Linked DNA regions of Sus scrofa: region 1 is linked to region 2. A link is a contact called in public HiChIP or PLAC-seq data. All regions are on one chromosome and are shown on one strand. The core of a region is the stretch at or near the end of the contact, and the rest is flanking DNA. Distances in the headings are between cores, read along the strand shown.

What was found. HiChIP or PLAC-seq counts read pairs in DNA pulled down with a chosen protein or histone mark.
Region 1: a contact with region 2 is called in an H3K27ac HiChIP or PLAC-seq map of alveolar macrophages. The contact joins the promoter of LEF1 here to the promoter of OSTC in region 2. A contact is called at or near these places in 1 of 5 promoter capture datasets (fetal liver), 1 of 47 Hi-C or Micro-C datasets (embryonic fibroblasts) and 2 of 2 datasets of contacts at active chromatin or transcription factors (alveolar macrophages and skeletal muscle).

The regions. Positions count from the first base shown.
Region 1 is chr8:113,824,951-113,828,793 of Sscrofa11.1, reverse strand. It overlaps LEF1 (lymphoid enhancer binding factor 1), which reads right to left and starts at 2,340. Exons shown (of 12, transcript NM_001129967.1): 1 at 2,069-2,340. The coding sequence starts at 2,278. LOC100738196 (a long non-coding RNA gene) reads left to right here and starts at 3,523. Exons shown (of 15, transcript XR_002346834.1): 1 at 3,523-3,557.
Region 2 is chr8:113,444,932-113,449,171 of Sscrofa11.1, reverse strand. OSTC (oligosaccharyltransferase complex subunit OSTC) reads left to right here and starts at 1,976. Exons shown (of 4, transcript XM_003129258.4): 1 at 1,976-2,182. The coding sequence starts at 2,044.

The DNA of each region.
Region 1 (3,843 bases), core at 1,091-3,590, 380 kb before region 2:
TGTTTACTTCAATCAGATCTGATTAAAGGAGGGCTGAAATATCACTTTGCAACTGAAAATGACATTTTAAATAAAAACAAGCCCACCACTCACAAAAGGGGGTTTTAGGCAACTGTCCCAAACTGGTTGCAGCAGGAGCTCCACCCCTTATAACCTACCATGGCTGGTTGAGTGCAAGCTTACAAGAGAAAAGTGAACTATTTTGTGGTTAAAGGGAGGAAAATTTGAGAGTAAGGCTACAGACACGTAAAAGGCAGCCCAGTTAATATCAGCTCTGTAACCACCATCCACCCAGCCTCAACCACGTGCAAATCAGTGGTATTACCCTTTCACCATTTTTCTTGGGTCTGCCCCATGCCCACTCACCACCAGCAAAGATGAACAGAGCCCTAGTACCTAGGGGTTCTGGGCTTCAAATGCAGTGCCCTTCTCCCCAATGCAGACACAGGTAGACGATGTGAAGCGGGTGGCGAATTTATTTATAGCAAAAGGACGTACAAACAAAATGAGTAGAAATTTTAAAAGGCCACTCTACAAATATGAGTTTGGCCTCGAGTGTTGTGGATGTTATTTGGTTCTTTAACACGTGTCCTCCTGGTAACCTCCCCCCAATGAACACACAATCACAAATCTTTTAAGCAGATTTGGGGGCATCCTCTCCGCTGCCACGGCCTCCCTCGCCCCCTCCCGCACAATTGGCACGTTGGGATGAAAGATTTAGGGGACAGAACATCCCTACATTCTCTTTAGAACCCAGGCTCCCAGGCCCCCGACTTCCAAAATGCGTACTCACCCCTGCCATTGGGATAAAGAAGGTAACTCAGAGGTGTTCTTAAACTTGCTGTTTAAAACCCAAAATGTCCCCGCCCCCAAAACCTCACACGCCTTCTTTTTGGGGGCAGAAGGATGCCATTTAAGGAAAAAGGATATACCCTCCGAATTTCTTTGGAGGGAAAAAGCGTTGGTGAAATCTTCTGAATGTCAGGACTTTTCTACCGGATTTCCTCCAAAGCGTTTCCCAGTTGTTGAACAAGGGTGGCCAGTGCAGTGTCGGGTATCAGGGTCCATCCGCTCTCCCGCTCCCCCACCCCCAAAGCTCTCAGCTCGGCCTGAAATAGCCCTTCCGCGAGGTCCAGCTCTCGGCTTTCTCTCGCCAGCACCCACGTGTCTCTATTTACTCTACTCGGGTTACCAACGCTATCGCCCGCAGCGGGCCAGAGATCTGATAACGTGCTTTCCACTCTCCCCTGAGTGGGTGCCCTGGCTTCCGCCGCATCTCGACTCTGGCTCGCCTTTCTTTTGCATAGATTTAAGGCCTGATCCGGGCCCAAACTAACCCCCAATATAAACTTTTTTTTTTTTTTTTTCAATTCTTTAAGTGGCTGTGGGTGGAGAAAACTAGCGTTGCGGACCTTACTGCGAGTGCCCCCGCCCTGGGGTGGTTCCGCTCGGCGCGCCCACGGCTCCCCACAGCCAGCCCCGGCACTGGGACTCGGGCGGCGGCAAGGACCGGGTCCCGCACCGCCCCCGCCGCGCGCCCCGCTGGGCGCGAGCCTGGCTCCGCGGCGGTTGGGATGGCCCCGCCTGTCCTCGGCCCACGCCCGCCTCCCCTTCCTTTCTGCCTGTGGCTCTGCTCGTTTCTACCTAAGCTTTTGGTGGTTTAACGCATTTTTGCAGAGACATCTATCGAGAGAGCGGGTGCACTTTGTTTTCCGTCCTACGGAAGAACTTCTCAGTAGTGCTGTTCAGACATCCTCGCTTTAATGCATCGCACATTCTCAACCCCACGAAAACGTCTGAAGGCGAAACGTTATGGGTTAAGGGCCGCAAACCAACAGTTTAGTCACAGAACCCCAAAACGGATCCATTTTGAATGTTTTCCTGCATCCCCCTCCACCTCACACACGCACAAACGAAGAACGTTGACCAAAGTAGCCCAGCCCCTCACCCCATCCCACCTCGGCCCCAGGAGACCTGCTGGGGACCCATCAGCTGGGGCTGTCCAGAGCCTTCCCTCCCTGCTCTTCCCCCGGACCCGCCACGCCGCTCTGGGCAGCGGCCCGCTCACCTCGTGTCCGTTGCTCGCCGGGATGATTTCGGACTCGTTAACCAAGGAGGACTTGATGTCGGCTAAGTCACCTTCCTCTTCAGGGTGACTGATCTCAGCGAAAATCTTCTCTTTCTGGGGATCGCCCTCGTCCTTGAAGGGGATCATCTCGTCCGTGGCGCAGAGTTCCGGGTCCCCCCCGCCGCCGCCTGCCCCGGAGAGTTGGGGCATCCCGACCACTCTGTAATCTCCGCTCCGCTGGGGGAGCACCCCAGGCGACAGCAGAAGAGAGAAAGGGTAAAGGAAAGGTGGGGGAGGAGAAGGAGAATTGGAAGGGTGTGTGAGGGACGACAGCAGGCGGAAGCCGGGCTGGCGAGCGCAGGGCTGGCGGCCGGCAGCCTGAGCAACTGCAGCGGCGTCCGCGTCCCGGCGGCCGTCCGCGTCTTCCCACTCGGCCGAGACCCACGCCGGCACCCGTCCGCGAGGCCGAAGGACACAGGGCTGCGAGGGCCGCCGCTGCCGGCGCCTCTGGGGGCGTCTGCGCCGTGCAGCGTGGCGCACGCTAGGCTAGACTGCCCGGGCGGCCACCCGACGCCCCCAGCGTCTCCCGGGTCGTAGGAGGTTCGAGTCTCCGAAGTGCAGAGGAGGGTCCGCCGGCGCGTCTCTACGCAAATCTCTCCACCTCAGCTCCCCCGGAGGCCGATCTGGGAGTTTGTTTCCCGGAAAAATAAGGGACTCGGGCAAAACGGCTCCGTTTGCCCCAGTAGAGACGGTGCAAGGAGAATCAGAAGATAATGAATGTCCACTTCCTGGAGAGCAAAAAAAAAAAAAAAAAAAAAAAAAAGCCACCAGGGTTGGAGATGTCCGTTTTAGAGCTTCTTGTTTCCTTCCCTTTCGCTTCGGTTTTCCTTCTCCAGGCGAATTTAATCTGCCGGAGGAGAAGGTGGGGGCGGAGGAGGAGGGGAAGAAAAGGAAAAGAAGTTTGCCAAGAATAAAGTTTGTGCGTGCAAGCTCAGGGAGTCGGCAGTGGAGGGCACGGCTGGGTCTCGGGGAGTCACAGCAGGGACCGCGGACCCAAAAGCTTCTGCCCGGAGCTGGAGCCGAAACACACACAGCCCGACCCCTCTTTGTTCCCGGCTCGAGTTTCTCAGTCTGGCTCGCTCGCTGGCTCGCTGCTCTCCACGCCTCCGCCCGGCCGCTTGTCAAAGCAAAGAGCTGCACCCCTCGGGTTCGCCCGGCCCGGGGGAGGGGGACGCCCAGAGCTTGGCGGCTTGCGGGGCTACGGGCGCGTCCTGGCTCTTCGGCCTGAGAGCGCGCAGCCTGATCCCTCCTCCGCGCCCGGCCCCGCAGGTGAGCGGCTGCGCCTCCCCACCGCTTCTCCTCCTCCCGCGCCTCGCCGGCGCTGAAAAGCTACCCACTTGCGTCGCTTCTCCTCCCCTTCCCCTCCCCCGCCTCCAGCTTTCCTTGGCTGCCCGCTGGGAGGGAGGAGGGGGACGGCGAGAAGGAGCTGGTGATTGAGGACTTTTTTCTTTTCCCAGAGCCTGTAGGACTAGTCCTAGTTTTGGGGTGTGTATGTCTGTGTGTGTGTGTGTGTGTGCGCGAGAGAGAGAGAGAGAGAGAGAGAGAGAGAGGGAGCGCGCGCGCGCGTGCGGAGAGCGCCTAGAAAGAAGATTCAGGCAACTTGGCGAAGGAAGGATCCCGCGCTTCTTGTGACCCAAGGAAGGCACGTTTTTGCCCGCGTGAAACTGACAAGAAACTGCGGGAATGGTTTATTAACTTCATCATCTAAGTATCTC
Region 2 (4,240 bases), core at 727-3,226:
CAAGTCCTTGATGGTGGCATCAATCTCTGTAGTCACTTCTGATTGATTGTTTCAGAAGGTGAAGGTAGTTCTATTGGTTTTACTTAGAGTTTCTACCATTAGAGCCCTCACTCGGTGGGTCAGAAACCAAGGTGGGGATTCTTCCATACCCGAAAATGTTTACTCCAATTGTACTTTCCAGAACTAATGAATGACAGTATGGTATCTGCCAAGAGGTAGATAGTTAGCTAATGTTAATGTCTTTTCTGAAGCTATAAAAGAAGCTTAAAGACTTTTAATTTCTATGTTTTTCCTTAGTATTTTTCAATGCAACATATTTTTTAATTGTTCCAAAGTTTTTCCTTATTTATAAAGCTATAGGAATTTCAGAAACAGTGTGTTTTATAGTCCCCAGGAAAACTTCCTATATAAATACACTTCATTACTGGTGTTATTAGTGACCCTCTTATAAACTAAGATGAATGTACCTTCCTTAATACACACTAAGACCCTAGAGAAATGCTCACTATTGAACAGTAAGGGCAGTCTGTATTTAGAATTAAATGCTGCAATGTTTTATAAATATTTTTATTATTATGGTATTTAAACAATTTCTCAGTAATTGAATCACTAACTGAAAGTACAGAACCAAAGCATTCCATCCTGTAAAAAACCCTGAGCTCAGTAACAAACAGAGAGCACAAAACATTGGCTCACTAATAAAAGTATCAGTCTTTATTTATATAATCATTGGCTCAAAAATAAAACTATCAGTCTGGATTTATATAATCAGTCATTTGAACGCTTATTCTAAAAGGAAACAGATACTTGCAGAATCTTAAGAGAGTATACCGAAAAGAAAAACTAAACAGAAAGCAAAAAACTTGTTTAGGCTATCTAGTCTATCCCTAAAGACAAATTCTCTTTCATGTCATTTCTTCCACTTGGAATATAAACATAGCTCAGGCAAGAGATGATAGTGGCTTCCAATAGACTGGTAAATATGGAATGGAAAGTAGTGGATGAATTAAAGATATTTTTAATAGTACAGCCCAAAAGGCCTGCTGATATTTTGGATATGGATGTTTAATAAAGAGAGAAACCCGGATGATTTCAAGATTTTCAACCCGAAAGATTTTAGCATTTACGAAAACAGGGGAGGGCACAGGTTATTTAAAATAGTATTTTGGTCGTGTCAAGTTATCCACGTTAGGCATCTTGTAGAGCTGTCTTCTTGACCTTTGTGAGAGATCTAAACTGGATATATATTTTTAAATTTTATATTAATTTAGCGATTAGAGTGAACAATTGTTATTTTTATTTTTTTCCTTTTTTGGCCGCCCCGCGGCATATGGAGTTCTTGGGCCAGGGGTCAGATCCGATCTGCAGTTGTGACCTAAGCCGCAGCTGTGCCAACGCCAGCTCCCTAACACTGTGCCTGGCTGGCCGATCGAACCTGCATCCCAGCTCTCCTGAGACCCTGATCCTTTTGCGCCACAGCGGGAACTCCAACAACTGTTATTGCTATCACCACTGCCACATCAGGAAGTAAAAGCTCAGCAACCTAGGGCTTTCTCAAGCTCTTGAAAAACCCGCTAATAAGAAAAGCAGAGATTTCCCAACCTCTTCATTCATCCTCTGGCTCTGGGAAACTAGAGCGTCCCGCGTCCAATCAGCTTCCAAATCCCTAGCGTCAGCAAGTGGGCGGGGCTCAGGCGGATTCCGTTCCCTCTCCTCCTCTCGCTTGGCCACGTCTGAAGCCCTGCAGGTCCGTGAAGGTACATAAATCACCTGCTTATTAACTGGAAATAACCGAGCTTTTAATTTAAATTTTTGCTTCACGAAATTGTTTTGTTTCAAGACATTAAAAGATACATTGTTTTAAGTCATGACACTTATTTGTTTTTATGGTTTCTTCTTTTCTTCTATGAGTGTGTAAACTGCCACTGAGCTTTGCAGACCTGCCATTCCCTCCCCGCGCATGCGCCGGAGAAGGGGAGGGCGGGCCCATTTCCGGGTGGCGCGTGGGGCTTGAGGCCGAGAGCAGTCCCTGCCGCCACCAACATGGAGACTTTGTACCGAGTCCCGTTCTTAGTGCTCGAATGCCCCAACCTGAAGCTGAAGAAGCCGCCCTGGGTGCACATGCCGTCGGCTATGACTGTGTACGCTCTGGTGGTGGTGTCTTACTTCCTCATCACCGGAGGTAACTCGGCCTGGCTGGGGCTCCAGAGGCGCCGAGGCGCGGAGAGCCGGCGGGGGCGCGTCTGATCAGTCGCCTCTCAGCCTGGGAAAGCATCGCTCTGCTCTCGATCTTTTCGGAGGGTGGAGGGAAGTTCTGGGGTCCCAAGTGTTAACGGTCTGAAGGTTTATTTGCCCTCACGCCCTGTCCTATATTTTGAGAGAATTAATGTTCTCACTCCCGTTGCCATCCCTTTTCTGGTCTCTTAGCCAAGTCATCCGAGTCGAATAATGTATTTTTCAAGCCCAGATTGTTGTATTTTTTATTGCATGCCTTAAGTCGTTTGACAAAGACCCTGGGAAAATCTCTTCTGGCCCATTCTATCTCCTTGGTTGGCCAAAAGGTCTTGGCACTTTTACCTTCTCTTTGTCCACGGTCTCTGGAAACTTGGAAGAGACTGGACAGTCCTTAGGTTTGTGAGCTCAAAACTAAGAGTTTGGTCTTGTTTTTGGCCCGCTCAGCAATAAATATGAAAGGAGTTTTGATACATATTTGAGCTAAGAGATTTGCAGAAGGTAGCGTATCAGAGAGCGGAAGTTGAGAATTCAAAGAATAAGGAAAATAGCATTACTTTCGAACACTTCTGCATAATCATCTTATCCTGCCCTTTGCAAAGGGGGCGTCGCTTTGTATAGTGGTGAGTTGGCAATCCAGCTACGGTCTTTTCATAGCCACCACCCTTTCAAGCCGCAGTTTCATGATTTAGTCAACACTGCTACTGCACTTTCAGATTTGGGGAAGTGGGGTATTTAATTTGGAAATTATAAAATTAAAGCTCAACAGATGAGGGACAGCAAGAGCAGATAGTTCTACTTTTAAGGGATTGTTGTGGACCTCTTCATTTTTATACATATTTTTAAGAATAGTTGGCACTGAAGAAGGAAGTATCTGAAATCATGTGAGCTTAGTTCTAGGATGAACCTTTGGATTCAACCTCCTCTCAAATCTAGAATAGCTACAGTTACCTTATGTTCATTTAAATAAATTACATATCACATATTTTTTATGTTGATAAGATACTGTCCTAGCATTGCATTAGCATTAACATTTGCTTAGCACCTTAATAGGTGCTGCATCAAATAAACCATTTAAAGTGAGTGTGGCTTTTTTTTTTTTTTTTTTTCTTAATAAATAAGGCTTCATATGCTAGACCTCTTTCCTATAACCCTTACCTTCCTAGAAGCTAGGGCCTTTGCTAGAAGCCTCATAGTTTTCATTCTAGCTGCTTTTCCCCTGTTGATTGTTTTAACAGTGAGATGCATTTTTTTCTTTCTTTTTAAACGGCTGCACTGGGAGTTCCCTTTGTGGCTCAGCGGTAGGATCCATGAGGATTCGGGGTCCATCCCTGGCCTCGCTAAGTGGGTTAAGTATCCGGCGTTGCAATGACCTGTGGTGTAGGTCGCAGACTCAGCTTGGATCCTGCATTGTTGTGGTGTAGGCTAGCAGTTGTGGTTCCGATTTGATCCCTAGCCTGGGCACTTCCATATGCCACATTTGTGGTCCTAAAAAAATTAAAATAAATAAATAAATGGTGCAGCTGAGGCACATGGAAGTTCCAGGGCTAAGGGTTGAATTGGAGCTGCAGCTGAGGCCTGTGCCACAGCCACAGCAATGTTGGATCCCTAACCCACTAAGCAAGGCCAGGGATGGAACCCACATCCTCACAGAGACAATGTTGGGTCCTTAACCTGCCAAACTGCAATGAAAACTCCGTAATGAGAAGATTCTTTGCCCTAATTTCTGGGAGAAAGTGAAAGGACACCTTTTAGTGGCCAAGACCATGAGCTATCTCATAACAAGGAGTTGGTTTTGCCACTGGAAAGTAGTCTTCTAAAAACCATATGTAGCTTTATAAGCAGTGTTTATTCCTGAGAAATATTCAGCAAAGAATGTATTGAGTCCCTGTTAAGTGTTAGGCATTAGGTACTGGGAACAACAATGAACGAAACGGGTAAGGGCCCTGTCCTTCTGAAGCTTATAATTTTATAATTTTTTTTTTTTTGCTTTTTAAGGCCCCACCTG